Regions from separate parts of the Mus musculus genome. Here region 1 is linked to region 2. The links are chromatin contacts, called in public HiChIP or PLAC-seq maps. All regions are on one chromosome and are shown on one strand. Each heading gives the region's core, a stretch centred on a gene start, on an enhancer-like site or on the middle of the called end of the contact. The rest is flanking DNA. Distances are from core to core; before and after follow the strand shown. Region 1 has its middle 11 kb from the start of Gm32954. Region 2 has its middle 19 kb from the start of Cdc42ep3.

What was found. HiChIP or PLAC-seq counts read pairs in DNA pulled down with a chosen protein or histone mark.
Region 1: an H3K27ac HiChIP or PLAC-seq map of embryonic fibroblasts shows a contact between it and region 2, with 10 read pairs. The contact joins two enhancer-like sites. A contact is called at or near these places in 1 of 39 promoter capture datasets (the SN4741 cell line), 1 of 15 datasets of contacts at CTCF or cohesin (the NIH/3T3 cell line), 5 of 484 Hi-C or Micro-C datasets (DN3 thymocytes, Sertoli cells, adipose-derived mesenchymal stem cells and 2 more) and 3 of 115 datasets of contacts at active chromatin or transcription factors (embryonic fibroblasts, embryonic stem cells and vascular smooth muscle cells).

Annotation. Positions count from the first base shown.
Region 1 is chr17:79,459,102-79,465,756 of GRCm38.p6, reverse strand. No RefSeq gene overlaps it. Among named protein-coding and RNA genes, the nearest start is that of Gm32954, 11 kb to the right of the region's middle. Within about 2 kb of position 3,811, at least 23 of the 459 cell types and tissues checked have an H3K27ac peak or open chromatin away from gene starts, as enhancers often do. A contact at or near this core is called in embryonic fibroblasts, where this site is marked.
Region 2 is chr17:79,370,996-79,377,472 of GRCm38.p6, reverse strand. No RefSeq gene overlaps it. Among named protein-coding and RNA genes, the nearest start is that of Cdc42ep3, 19 kb to the right of the region's middle. Within about 2 kb of position 4,327, at least 37 of the 459 cell types and tissues checked have an H3K27ac peak or open chromatin away from gene starts, as enhancers often do. A contact at or near this core is called in embryonic fibroblasts, where this site is marked.

The sequences.
Region 1 (6,655 bases), core at 2,562-5,061, 89 kb before region 2:
AGGCCTTAGGGTTTTCCTCCTCCCAGAGTAACAAATCAGGAGAAATTCCAAATACTGGGATAGCATTGCTTCACACGTCAAAGAGACGAGTCTTGCTGCCTTGTGCCCTGGGCTGCCGGACCATACTCATCCTGTCCTTGGGGGCAGGGGATGAGGTGGCTCAGAATCAACAGCTCAGACTCCAGGAGCAGGTGAGAACACCCTCGCGACAGTTCCTGATAGGCTGTTATTGTCTGTGTCGCCAGTCTCTAGGCTTTTAGGCAGGTTTCAGTTTGGCCCTCATGCAGAAGTTGCCTTCATCAGATGCTGCACTTCCCTCCCGCCCCCACTTTTTTTTTTTTTTTTTTTTTTTGAGACAGGGTTTCTCTGTATAGCCCTGGCTGTCCTGGAGTTCACTCTGTAGACCAGGCTTGTCTCAAACTCAGAAATCGCGTGCCTCTGCCTCCCGAGTGCTGAGATTAAAGGCATGCGCCAACCACTGCCTGGCCCTCTGCCCCCACATTTATACAGACGCTGTTACCACCTTGTCAGTGAGGTCTGCTGTCCCTCCTACAAAGTATCCCTTGAGAGCCGTGATTCTCAACCTTCCTACTGCTGTAACGCTTTAGTCCAGTCCCTCGTGTTCCAACAACCCCCAACCATAAAATGATTTGATAACTGTAATTTTGCTGCTGTTATGAACCATAATGTAGATATCTGATATGCAGGATACACAACCCCCAAAAGGGGTCCTGACCCACAGGTTCAGAACCATTGATTTTGAACATCACTTCACCCCTGATGGGAACAGTTAGACATACAGCAGCACAGCAGGCCTTTGTAGATGGACCAGTGACTAAAGGCCTATGCAAATGTGACTCCCCACTCTTTTCTAGGACAGGGTCTGCAGCCTGACTCAGACTGGGAGGAGGTACTGGATATCTGAGCTCCCTCTCAACCCCTCCAGTTCAGATATCTGGGACAATAAAGTAGGAACAAGAAAGCTAGCAGTAACCTTGCTCAGGGTGTTTCTTAGGGCTGCTGCCTGATCCAGGAGGGAAGAGGCCTGACCAAGGAAGAAAACTCAGACTTCCTGCAGCCTATCTTTGCTCATTCCAGGACAGGCTGAGAATGTGAGCAGCCATGCTGCTCTGACTCCCCGGGCTCCCAACATGGGTACCAGTGATGGGCTCAACATGGGTACCAGTGATGGGATAACCCTGTTAACTCAAGGATCCCAAGAAGTTCAGAAGAATGGGGCTCTCTCAGAGCCAAGCCTCATCTGCTAGGTTGAACATGCTATGCACACAAAGCTCAGGAATGAGGATGGTGGTACCACAGGCATGTGATAAGCCATCCTGGGCTGCTCACCTGAAAGCAGAGCTCACAGGAAATACGGGTGGAAACTAGTTGCATCCAGTTAGGCATCTCAAGAGCTCCAGAAAATTCTATAACCAGACTCACTGTGCTGAGCCAAATAAACGCCAGAGACAGAAAGGAGGTGGGTTTGGGGGGAGCGTTACCATACTCAGTCATAGGGATACAGCTTGACCTACATAGCCTGGGTTTTCTTTGAAAGTTAACGTGCAGAATGAAAAGTCCAAGGGAATCCCTGGTAAAGCAGTGGCTCAGAAAATAATTTTTGATAGGCTGATCTACCGTTGTCTCCAGCTTAGCTATCTTTGCAGCCAGGGGTTCTACCCACTCAGAGGGTGAGGCCCAACAGCCTTCTTTCCATTTCACACACTCAGGTCTGTGCAGGCCAAGAGAGTAGCCTTGAAGAGCCAGTCACCCAGGTCTTCTGCTGTGGAAAGTGGTGACCCTTGGGCACTAACTCAGATATTGTTTCTTTCCTTGTGGGCACAAAAGAAGGGGAGGCTGGGAGCAAGACTTCTTTCTTTCTAGAGCAGCGGTTCTCAGCCTGAAGGCCGTGACCCCTTTGGAGGTCGAAAGACCTTTTCACAGGGTTTGGATATCAGATACCTTACACATCAGGTATTTATTTACATTATGATGTATAACAGTAGCAAAATTACAGACAGGAAGTTGCAGGAAATATAATTTCACAGTTGGGAGTGGCCAGAGTATGAGGAACCATATTAAAGGGTCTCAGCATTAGGAAGGTTGAGAACCACTGAGCTAGAGGGACAGAGTCCGGTACATCTATGGAACTCAGGAAATGATCAAAAGGTCCCCATCCCTCTCAGAGAGAGGTTTGCTCTTGCTTGTGGGCTGACCACACCCATGCTTGTGTGGGCAGAGAGTGACTCCTTAAGCCTTTGCTGGCAGCTGCGTGCACAGCTGATGGTAGGGGTGGGCATGGTTTGTCTTCTCTGAAGATTACACTGGGACAAATCTGGTTGCGAGGATAATGGTGCCGACAAGTGACGGAGCCCATAAGAGACTGAGAAAGATTCCTTCCTTTTATTGCAGGAATGAATCCCCACTTGGTGGGACTGGATGGGTTACCACCAGGTTGAGTGTCTATAAAACATGTTCAGCTTCCTCTATTTTTCTTTTACTTCCTCCTGCACGTGTGTACATCTATTGAGCATGTGTGCATCTCTTCCGTGCTTGCCTGATCAATGCTTTTCCATCTATGTGATGCATCTCTTCCATGCTTGACTGATCACTGCTCTTCTGTCTACGTGACCTCTGTTCTATACATGCTGACGTGCCTTCGTCTTCCTCCATACACTGAACATTAGATGGCTACACCAGAATCCAAATAGATGCTGGTACCATCCTTTTGGACCTCAAAATCCTAGAACTAAAATGTCTTTATAAATTACCCAGCCTGGAATAGTCTATTGTAACGATAGGAAGTAGACACAGTAACCTGGCAGGGATCTAAAGTTAGGTTAAAAGGCTTTATTCAGAAATACCTGCTTCTCGTTCATAACCAGAGAGTCAGCTTGCGTCTTAGCGCTTCTCTGGAGAACTTACAAGTTCCTCTCCAAGACGGCACTTCTTATATGCCTCCCTCTACTGACTATATCACTAGGGGATGTTGGAGCTCCCTGACCTAGCTACTGAGGATCTGAGCCCAGAAACTGGAGTGGTTAAGAAGCAGTTTTTGGCTCTGGACTGGGGGCTCCTGGCCTTCCTGCACCCTGTCTAACCAAAGTCTTCTGTATGTGTTTTCAGAAAGACAAAGTTCCTTCAGAGTGTCTCAGGCTTAAGTCTTAAGACACCCTATCCCAGAGGGAGGCCCCAGTGACAATCAGCATCAGTCTGTCGTGGCAGGGGAGTGGAGTTAAGAATCATTAGGAGCCTCCCTAGCGTGGAGGCTGGGGAGTAAGGACGAGCTAACAGTAATGAAGCACGTTGACCAGGGATTTCTTAGACACCTCGAGAACTAGGGAACGCTGAAAATTCAGGGCAAAGTTCAACGTGCATTTTGAACCTTACTTTCTTTTGTTAAAAACTTTAGAATAATGTTCTTGACTCTCAGAGAGCAATTCTGCTTTCTATGGCCTTCCTTTCCTCAAGCATAGCCACCCTCTTGGTTTTTTTTTTTTTTTTTTTTTTTTTTTTTTTGTATATGATTGTCTGGAGAGAGCAAGAGAGTATCCTAAATACAAAACGGGCTGCGAGTAGCTTTCCTATGCAAGTAGCTTTCCTATGCATTCCAGACTCCCACAGACCACAGATGCAATTCACAGCATGTTCAGATCTGCTGGAGGTAGGTAAAGCTGTCAGATTTCACCCAGTACTCTCCAGATTTCAAACTTCTAGGAGGGGATTTCCTGGACTCTTGTGCACTTACACCCAGGGGAAGAGAAAATGATGAGCACTGAGGGTCAGTCCCTGGAAACTACTAATGTTCCCATACCGTGTCAAGGCAGAAAAACCACCTTCAAAAAAACACAGACTTGAGGCCAGAATGGATGCTGCCAACAAGACTGAATTAGGTAATGGGAAAGATTGTGTTTGGTGCCAGTGCCAAGGCAGGAAACCATTCATTCTCTTGTAACTAATCTCTTTGTTTACACTATTCCCTTCCCTCCTCAACACTGCTCCAAAGAAGGCCTGCTTGTTATGTTATGTTTTTCGTTATGCTATATTTGTTTCGATCCTTGGCCAAGGGCTAGGAGCGGGGACACAGCCTTTTAGTCTCAGCCCTGGGGAGACAGAGGCAGTCGTATCTCTGTGAGTTAGACCCCAGCCTAATCTACGTAGTGAGTTCCAGGATAGCCAGAGCTACATAGAAAGTGTCTGTCTCAAAAAACAAACCAACAAACAAAATTCAGACCTTGGCCAGAGGCGTTAGGCACATTGAGGTTTAGCTCAAGAATCCCCATGCCTGAAAACACCGCTCTGACTCACAGCAGATATGGAAAGAAGGGTAAAGCCAGCCACAGCCCCCAGCAGGGATGTACCTGCTCATCCTGTGGGTGGGGCTGCCCTGTGAGTTGTGGCCAATGGGGGAAGGAGAGATTCTGGTCGATTTTCACCTTCTGACATTTATATCCCTAGCTCTTAGGACCATGTTTAATGAGCGGTCGATACAGAAATGATAGGATAGGTACTGTGTGATTTGCAAGGTGAGAAGAGAAAGAGGAGGAGGAGGAGGAAGAGGAGGAAGAAGAGGAGGAGAAAGAGGAGGAGGAGGAAGAGAAGGAAGAAGAGGAGGAAGAGGAGGAGTGGTACTATTATAGACTCCATGGATTAGATGGGTCAGTCATAGATAGCTGGTTAAAGGTGAGGGGGACCCTACCTTCCTGTTACCACAGCTGAGAATTTTCAGACCTATTAGGTGCCCATTTCCTAACATGCAGAATCAAATGGTACATGTGGATCTAGAAGTTCTCTGCCTGGAGAACCAGGTCTACCCATTTTGCTTCTTCCATGTGGCCCCTCAGCTCCTAGTTCCACAGAGAAAACACGGGATGTCTTGTTCTTCTTTGGTCATTTTCTTCTCTCAGTCAAGGAAGCCACAGGTTCATTCTCTGGCTTCTATACCTAGTGCCATTCCTGGGTGTGGTGAACCCCACCCCCTTGCATTATCTGCCACATTATTATCAAAGAGACAGGGAAGGCTCCAGAGATATTGTTTATGGGCCAACTAGTGGCCACCATATGTAACCTGCCTTCTTTTGGACAAGAACTATCTGGAGGATCTCAGAGCCCCACCTTCCTGGGCAGTCAGGGATCTGCAGCATAGCACATGCTCTTGGGAAATGAAATGACCCATCTCATGTGACATATGGATGCCTTACTATACATTTTTCTGTCTTTAAATAACAGAAGCAAATGTCTGTTCTTTTAGCTGAAACAAAAATATAACTGGGTTTTTGTTGTTGTTGTAAGCCTTATTTCAAGGGTTTATTATCTCACAGGCTGTTAATTACATACTCTGTATCATACTCACTAAAAGCTTCACATAACTGCCTTTGAAATTAACAGCCACCTCTTGGGTTTTTCAAGTTATTTGAGAAGTTGGCATGGTAGAGAGGCCATAAACTTTCTATAGTGGTGATTAGTCAACAGGACCACATCCCACCAAATCCCCCAGTGTTCCCAACAAAAAGTTCCTTTGTGACCCAAGTGGCAATTTTCCTTTCTTGACTGTTCCTTCTAAGCCCACTCAGTTGCTCCTGAGCAAGTTGTTTTACTCCTGTCAATTCATGTTATTTACTGGAGCCTGTCAAGGGGATACAAGTGGAGGCTGATCTTATGTACCAAGGTTTGAGACCCATTAAAACACTTTAAACAATCATCTATTGTGATAGTAGTCTCCACCCTGTGTGTGGGCCATTTTCCCTGTGCTATTTGGAGTCTGGAATATTTTAGTTACTTGCTATTTAAAAATTGAGGTGGGACTAGCTTCTGTTACAGCAAAAGCTTTTGACCTGGGAGCCAGGGCTGAGTCAAAGTTCCAGGAGATTTCTAGGCAAGGATGTGAAAGTAAATGGATTAGGAGGTGTTGTGAGGGAAAAGGTGGGGGGGGGGGTCATGAGATGGTTTTTCCCAGTGAAGTGTCATTCCCAACCAGCTAGAGAGCTTTGTCACTAAAAGGGATAAAGAGAGGGTAAGAACAGATGTCTGTGAGGATGGAGAAGTCCCACCGGGCCACTTTGGGCCCTTGATTATTTGTATGATGGGTGAATAATTCATATGAACCAGAACAAGGCTGGATGTCCTGAAGGCATGATTGCATAGTTTCTGCAGCATCGGATGAAGAGGCCCTGTAATTGGTCTCACACACTGTCTGGGTCAAACGTGCCTCGTGCCTCCAGAGGTCTGAGCTAGGGGAGGAATGGGGCCCAGAGGTTTCATTCTGTCCATTCTGTGTGCCAGCTTCCTCCTGCTCTCCACTTACATCTCCCTGCTCCACTGACCATCTTCCCCTCCAAGCAAGAGCTCCTAGTAGTTAACCTCAGCTAGGCGAGATTGTGAGCTTAGAGACAGATTCCTAGCTAGTGACCCTCAGAAGCCAAAATGGAAGCTGTGTTCAAATTCACGGTTTCCAGGTTCTAAGACCCAGGTTTGTCACTGGGAGAAGAAAGGGCTTTACTTCCACTGTTCTCGGATGCTCTCTGATAATCCGATCACCTGACCTTCTGCTCACATTGTTTTGCACTTCCAGCAGGCATCTCATCCACTATCACACTTCATCCTCATCCAGTGATGGGAGGCTGAGGGATCACATGGAAGCATCACAGGCAGAAAG
Region 2 (6,477 bases), core at 3,078-5,577:
CAGTTGAGAAAATGCCTCCATGAGATCTAGTTGTAAGTGATCAATAGGGGAGGGCCCAGGCCACTGTAGATGGTGCCACCCCTGGGCTGGTGGTCCTAAGTTCTCTAAGAAAGCAGACAGAGCAAGTCAGAGGGAGCAGGCCAATAAGCAGCATTTCATGGCCTCTACCTCAGCTTCTAGCTCTAGGTTCCTGCCTTCTTGAGCTCCTGTCCTGATGTTTCTTGGTGATGAACAGCAATGTGTAAGTGTAAGCCAAATAAACCCTTTCCTCCACAGCTTGCTTTTATGGTTGTGCTATTTCATTGCAGCAGTAGAAACCCTAACTAAGACATCAACCATTGTCCAGATTTTCTCCCTTGTGTGGTGGTTTGAATGAGAATGGCTCTCATAGGATTGTTATGGTCATTTGAATATGCTTGGACTGGGGAGTGGCACTATTAGAAGGTGTGGCCTTGCTAGAGGAAGTGTGTCTCTGTGGGGGTGGGCTTTGAGACTCTCCTCCTAGCTGTTTGAAGACAGTCTGCTCTTAGCTTCCTTGGGGATGTAGAACTCTCAAATTCTCCAGCACTGTGCCTGCCCGGATGCTGCTATGCTTCCTGCTATGATGAAAATAGCCTGAACCTCTGAACCTGTAAGGCAGTCCCAATTATATGTCGTCCTTGTAAGAGTTGTCTTGGTCATGTGTCTGTTCCCAGCAGTAAAACCAAAACTAAGACACTCATATATTTTAAATCTTGGTCGCCAGTTTGGCGGATTGTTTAGGAAGGATTAGTCATTGTGGTATTGTTGGAGGAGGTATGGCCTTGCTGAAGGAGGTATGCCACTATGGAGTGGGAGGTTTCAGAATCCATGCTGTTATTCCTGCTTAGTTGTGAATCAGGATGTAAGCTCTCAGCTACAGCTTCAGTGCTATGCCTACCTGCTGCGGTGCTCCCTGCTGTGATAGTCACAGACTTTAATCCTCTGGAACTATAGGAAGCGCCCAGTAAATTCTTTCTTTCTAGGCTGTCTTGGTCATGGTGTCCTATCACAGCAATGGAAGGTAACTGAAACACCATGCAAGTCAACCAGTTAAGAAAGGAGTCACTTACATTGTGACATCCTTTAATTGCTACTCTATTTTTCCTTTACTTTAGACCCAATTCTATTCTAATCAAAATGTCCTCTATCATAGACCAGGTAGAAGGACAAAGACTAAAGCAAAGATGCTTGGAAGAAATCTGTTTCTTCTCTTCGGGTTCACTTTTCCTGCTCTGCATTATGTGTGAACATTGCTCAGTTACCCAAGCTACTTGCTCACCTATCTCTACTATATATAATAGATATATAATATACAGTAAATTCATAATATATAGTAAATATATGATATGTGATTGGTATCATATATGATGTATGATGTGATAATATATGAGACATATGATATATGAAGATATGATGATGTACAAAGTATGACTAATGACATATGTCATATGGCACATTGTACATTATACATTTTATATATTATATATTTTATATTATGTATTTTATATTATGTATTATGTATTATATTGCATATTACATATTACATACTATGTTATATATTATACATTATACATTAATATAGAGTATAGAGTATAGATTGTGCATTGTACATTGTGTATTGTATATTAGATATTAGATATATAAATATATGATTTGATTTATGGATTGTATTTTGTCCCCTCATGGTGAGGTAGCTAATTTGTCATCTCACTGACCACACCTTGTTAGAGTTAAGCTGCATAAACTTTTCTCTCTAAACTAGAACTTACTCTGGCCAAAGTGACTAAAGGCCAAATTCCCCAAGAATCATCTTGTTTTCCACAGTGCTGATCTCCTCTCTTCTAAGGCCACACTGCCTACAATCCTTTCTTAGCTCCCAATTAGCTCCTTGTCCTCACTCTAATCTGAGTACTCTGACACCAGAGAGCCTTTCCCTGATGTTTCTCTACCCCACATCTGCACATAGTTTCCTTTCATAGCATCTGACCTCTCTCTCTCTCTCTCTCTCTCTCTCTCTCTCTCTCTCTCTCTCTCTCCCCCAAGTCACCTCCTGCAGTTTGCTTAAAACCAGTTATTTCGTTACCAAAATTTAGGAAAAAATTTCAATGACTCCTCTCTACTTTGCATCATTAGCAACCAAGTCATTATGGTTAGCAGGAGACAATTCTACTAAGAACAACACTTAAACACTCCTTAATAGATTTGAACCCTCATTATTGCATTGCAAGAACATGACACAGGCATTACTTCAGCTACTCAATGAATTATAATATGTGCCCCAGAAGCATTTAGTCAGTTGGTATGGGATGTCCCAAGAGCCTAACCACAAATATAATAGTATAGGTTTGGAAAACAGAAGCCTCCATTCCACACAACTCCAAAGGGACTTTGGGACCTTACTTGTTCCTACATGCCATCCCATAGGTATTGTCACCTTTTTCCCACCCACATGGCAGCTTTGTCTGAGTCTGGAGGTGCTAGATATTCTGTTCCAACAATTTGGAAAGATCCAGAAGAAATAAATTATTAACCAGAAGAAGCCTATCAAGTGACAAAAATCATAATACAGCACTGATTTCCTAAATCGTGATATGCTTTTTTTTTTCTGGCCCTATCTAGTTTTCAAAACCTTAATGGTTGATATTCAGAACAAATAGTATGGATTTAGACAAACCACAAACTATTTAGAGAAAGGAATCTTTCATTGAGGCCTGCCTCTGATATTTGTTAAATATGCATTTAATAAAGTCACTAAATTCCTCTGAGCCTAAAACTATTCTTTCTTATCTAGTTGTTAGATGCTTTAGTAAAGGATGGCCTCCAGGCAAAATAGGGGTAGCTGTACTTCTGGGCCAGGTAAGGACAGAAGTGACAAGAGAACCTAGGATAAGCAAATAAGGCATATGGAAACCAAGGCAATAGAAGAGCATCTAGATAGAGCCACATGTGTTCCCTTAGAAGACAGAAGCAAAATGGCCTCACCCATCCTTACGGCCTTAACAAAATTAAGTGAGAATCTAATAGTTCATAGAAATCTATTTCAAGACCAGAATATTATCTCAGGGAAAGAAAAAGCAATAAAATTGCAGGGTTATTCAGGAGTTTCGGGGAAGCCATGTTTTAGGAAATGAAAGATACAGAAAACACTTGGAAACACGGGCATCAAACTATAAGGATGCTACAGATTGGCTGAACTGAATTTCAAGACAAGGAATTCTAGTGATCTGGGCTGCTGGGATCCCATGTCTTATCACCAACAAATCTCAGAACACTGACGCTCACACATGGTCAAGGTGAGACAGATCCTAGAGTCTATACGGAGTCAACAGAAGCTGGGGTGAGTGTATAGGGGTGAGAGAGAGATCCCAGCTTCTCACTCACATGGGTGGGTCTCACTGGGGATCATACACAGGTTGGTGGTATCAACTTTAACTTTTGAAAGAAGATTGAAGTTCTGTAAGTTAAATCAATTGACCGGGCTCTGTGTTTGGTTGGGTGCTCATTCCCAGAGCAGATGAGAGTCTCTTGATTTCTCCTGCTCGCAGGTTCTTCTTACTTCTTGCTGGTTGCTCTGTAACGCTAACACCAGAGTACCCGAGACATAGGATAAATAGCAACCTATCAAGGGCTCACTGAGACTGGAGGAATGCAAGAAGAAATGGCTATACAAATGTTTTTCTGTGTACAAAGAAAAGGACAGTGGCTTGATTCTTGTACATTAACTTAGCAGACATCCTTAGTCTTCCACTCTCTGCATGTTGGAAGGCAGAGCGATATCTTCCAGGTGCCACATAAGTACCACGATGAAAAGATAAACAAGCATAAATGAACAGATGAGCAGCTGTCAGCCAAAAAAAAATTCAGAGTCTTTATCGACAGGAGTCTAAACAGTAAACAATAAAAGTATTAGACAAGGAGAGTTCACAGTACTAATACGTTAATAGTTGATTGACTTATCAGTCCTGATATCTGCCGCATTGTGCACTGAAGAAAGTATTATAGGACGGAAGTCAAGGTATTCCATTCCCAGCTGCATCTCTTTCTCACCCTCTTACTGATTATGTGAGGAATGTGACTAGGCAGGCCCCATCTACCCTTGAACTTTGCCAGACTCCAACCTGTATGTGACTCTCAGTGAGACCCACCCACATCAGGGAGAAGCTGGGATCCCTCTCTTCCCTTTAATGCTCCTTCCCAGAAACGGGTGCTTTCACATTTCCTAATTAGGTTATACTCTGTGTCTACGGGATTGGTGATGAAGGAGATGCTGAAGTGTAATCACAACTGATATTATTCATGTCTGTGGAATGTGCAGCCGAAGCTGCCTGCTAGCTCTGGCAGAAAACAATGGTATTGCTGACAAGCTGCCCTTTTATACTGCAGGTTTGGATCCCAACTGTTTCCTTGTGCTTCGTCATAGATGCAAAAGAGGTATCGTGAGAGATGAAACACACATGCTTTAAATTCCCATCTCTTGGATGTGTGTGGTTCATTATGTCTGATACAGACTGGTGTGAACTGTTAGAATGTCCAGAAATGGGGCCAAGTGAGACACCCTCTACACCTCCCTTGGGATGTTTGGTTGCCTAGAGGCCCAACTAACCACACAAATAATGATCTTAATCGTAGGTGTTCCGCCTGGTATTGTGCTGAGATATGATGAAGAAGATAGATACGGGTGCCTTCTGAAATGGCTTGCACATAGGTGAAATGAAAGGAGGGGGAAGATGGCTGCAGGTGCATCAGATGTTCACAATCATCCCTGACTACACAGCAAGCTTGACACACTGTCAACAGCAAAATTTTCATAGACCACAGTAACGAATAACAAAAAGCCAAAACAGCTGGGGCTTTAATGGTGGAATAAACAAAGTTTAATGACTCATCAGAGGAAGAAATGATTACCTCTAAAGGGAGGAGGGCTACCAAAGGATGGTGTAAGGGTGAGTAAGGACTTATGAAGATGGGTGTACATTCCAGAAGCTAATAGATGGGACAGGGCCACGAGTTGCACAGAACTGTAGTAGCACAGGGGAGGGGTAATAGCCCAGTGGGTGGGCCCTAAGATAGATGATTCTCCTGCTGCGATGCAAAGAACACTGCTATGTCAGATGGAGCACAGGAGGAAAGGCAGGGAAGGGGTCCTGAGGAGAGTGAAGAGAGTGAAAGAACACAGCAGTGTGGAATACCTTCCACCACTCCCTATGTGGAATGCCTCTGGTACTCACTATTTGGAACGTGGCAGGTGGGCAGATGAGGCTTGTAGAAGTAGGTAGGTCCAGGCCCAGGCAGAAGATAATTTGTAGCCTGCTAAATGCTACATATTTTATCCCAGTGGCTGGGAGAAGCCAGCTAAGCTACTCCCATCTATTCTACCTGATGACTAACCAAACCTTGGAAGACTATAAATGAAGGACGCAGATAGAACATTGTGAGAACTTTAGCCAAAGATGTAATTAGGTGTGACTGAGTGATAAATAGCTTCATATGCTCCCATAAGTTTTATTAAGTAGCAGAGGAAAGTTGAATAATTATATCTTCTCAGTATTATTAATCCCCAGTGATCACTCTCTCTTGTTTCATTGTTTATGTGAGACTATTTTCGCATCAGTGATCAGTTCCTTGAGGAAAGATCAGTGAGGCCCACGTTTAATTCATCTTTCTTTCTTTTTTTTGGAACTATTCTTCAAGATTTATTCGTATACAGAATAAATGTCCACTTGGTCCTAACAAATTGTATCAGCTTCTAATGTTAAAAAAAAAAACTTATGAACTCAAAAGACAAGTGTGATAAATACAGGTTGAAATGTTTTATAGTCTTTCTGTATGAAGCATTCAATTTTCACATGAGCCTCGCTAATGTTTCCTGAAATCAGTGTATCATAAGAAATACCTGTTGCATACAGTAGTCCCTATTCTTTGTATCCCTTTAAAACTTTTCAGAAGTCATTTCTTTATGTAATAAGCTAAGGGGATCTGAGGATACATGGGTAGAAATAGATCTTGGGCTGGCTAGGTTAAAGATTAAGTCATCTAAAGAGCTTTCTTCCATGTTAATTCATCTTTCTGTTGTTCACAGTTCCCAGCATAGCCCTTGGACATATCAACTATTCTGTAAGTATGAGGGAATAAATGGAAGACATTGAAGCCCTGTGTTTGGGTTGTAAATGCCAGCATTATACCAAGAGAAAGCCTTTTCCACCCCCGACCCTCCACCATGGTGCAGACGTTTACTTTGTCTATTTGTTGATGAGCTACGTGGAATCCACAAGAGACTTTCAGGGACACCCTGTTTCCTATCTCCTTGGAGAGAGTAAAGATATGACTCTATAACTTCCAGAAGATTCCCAAGTAAACTGCTAAACATTCAAAACAATCTGAACTCATGAGCCTGTCACCCAAAGAGCCATATGTTGGTCAATACTAGGCCAGGTGGAACAGGAGCCTCTTGTCAGA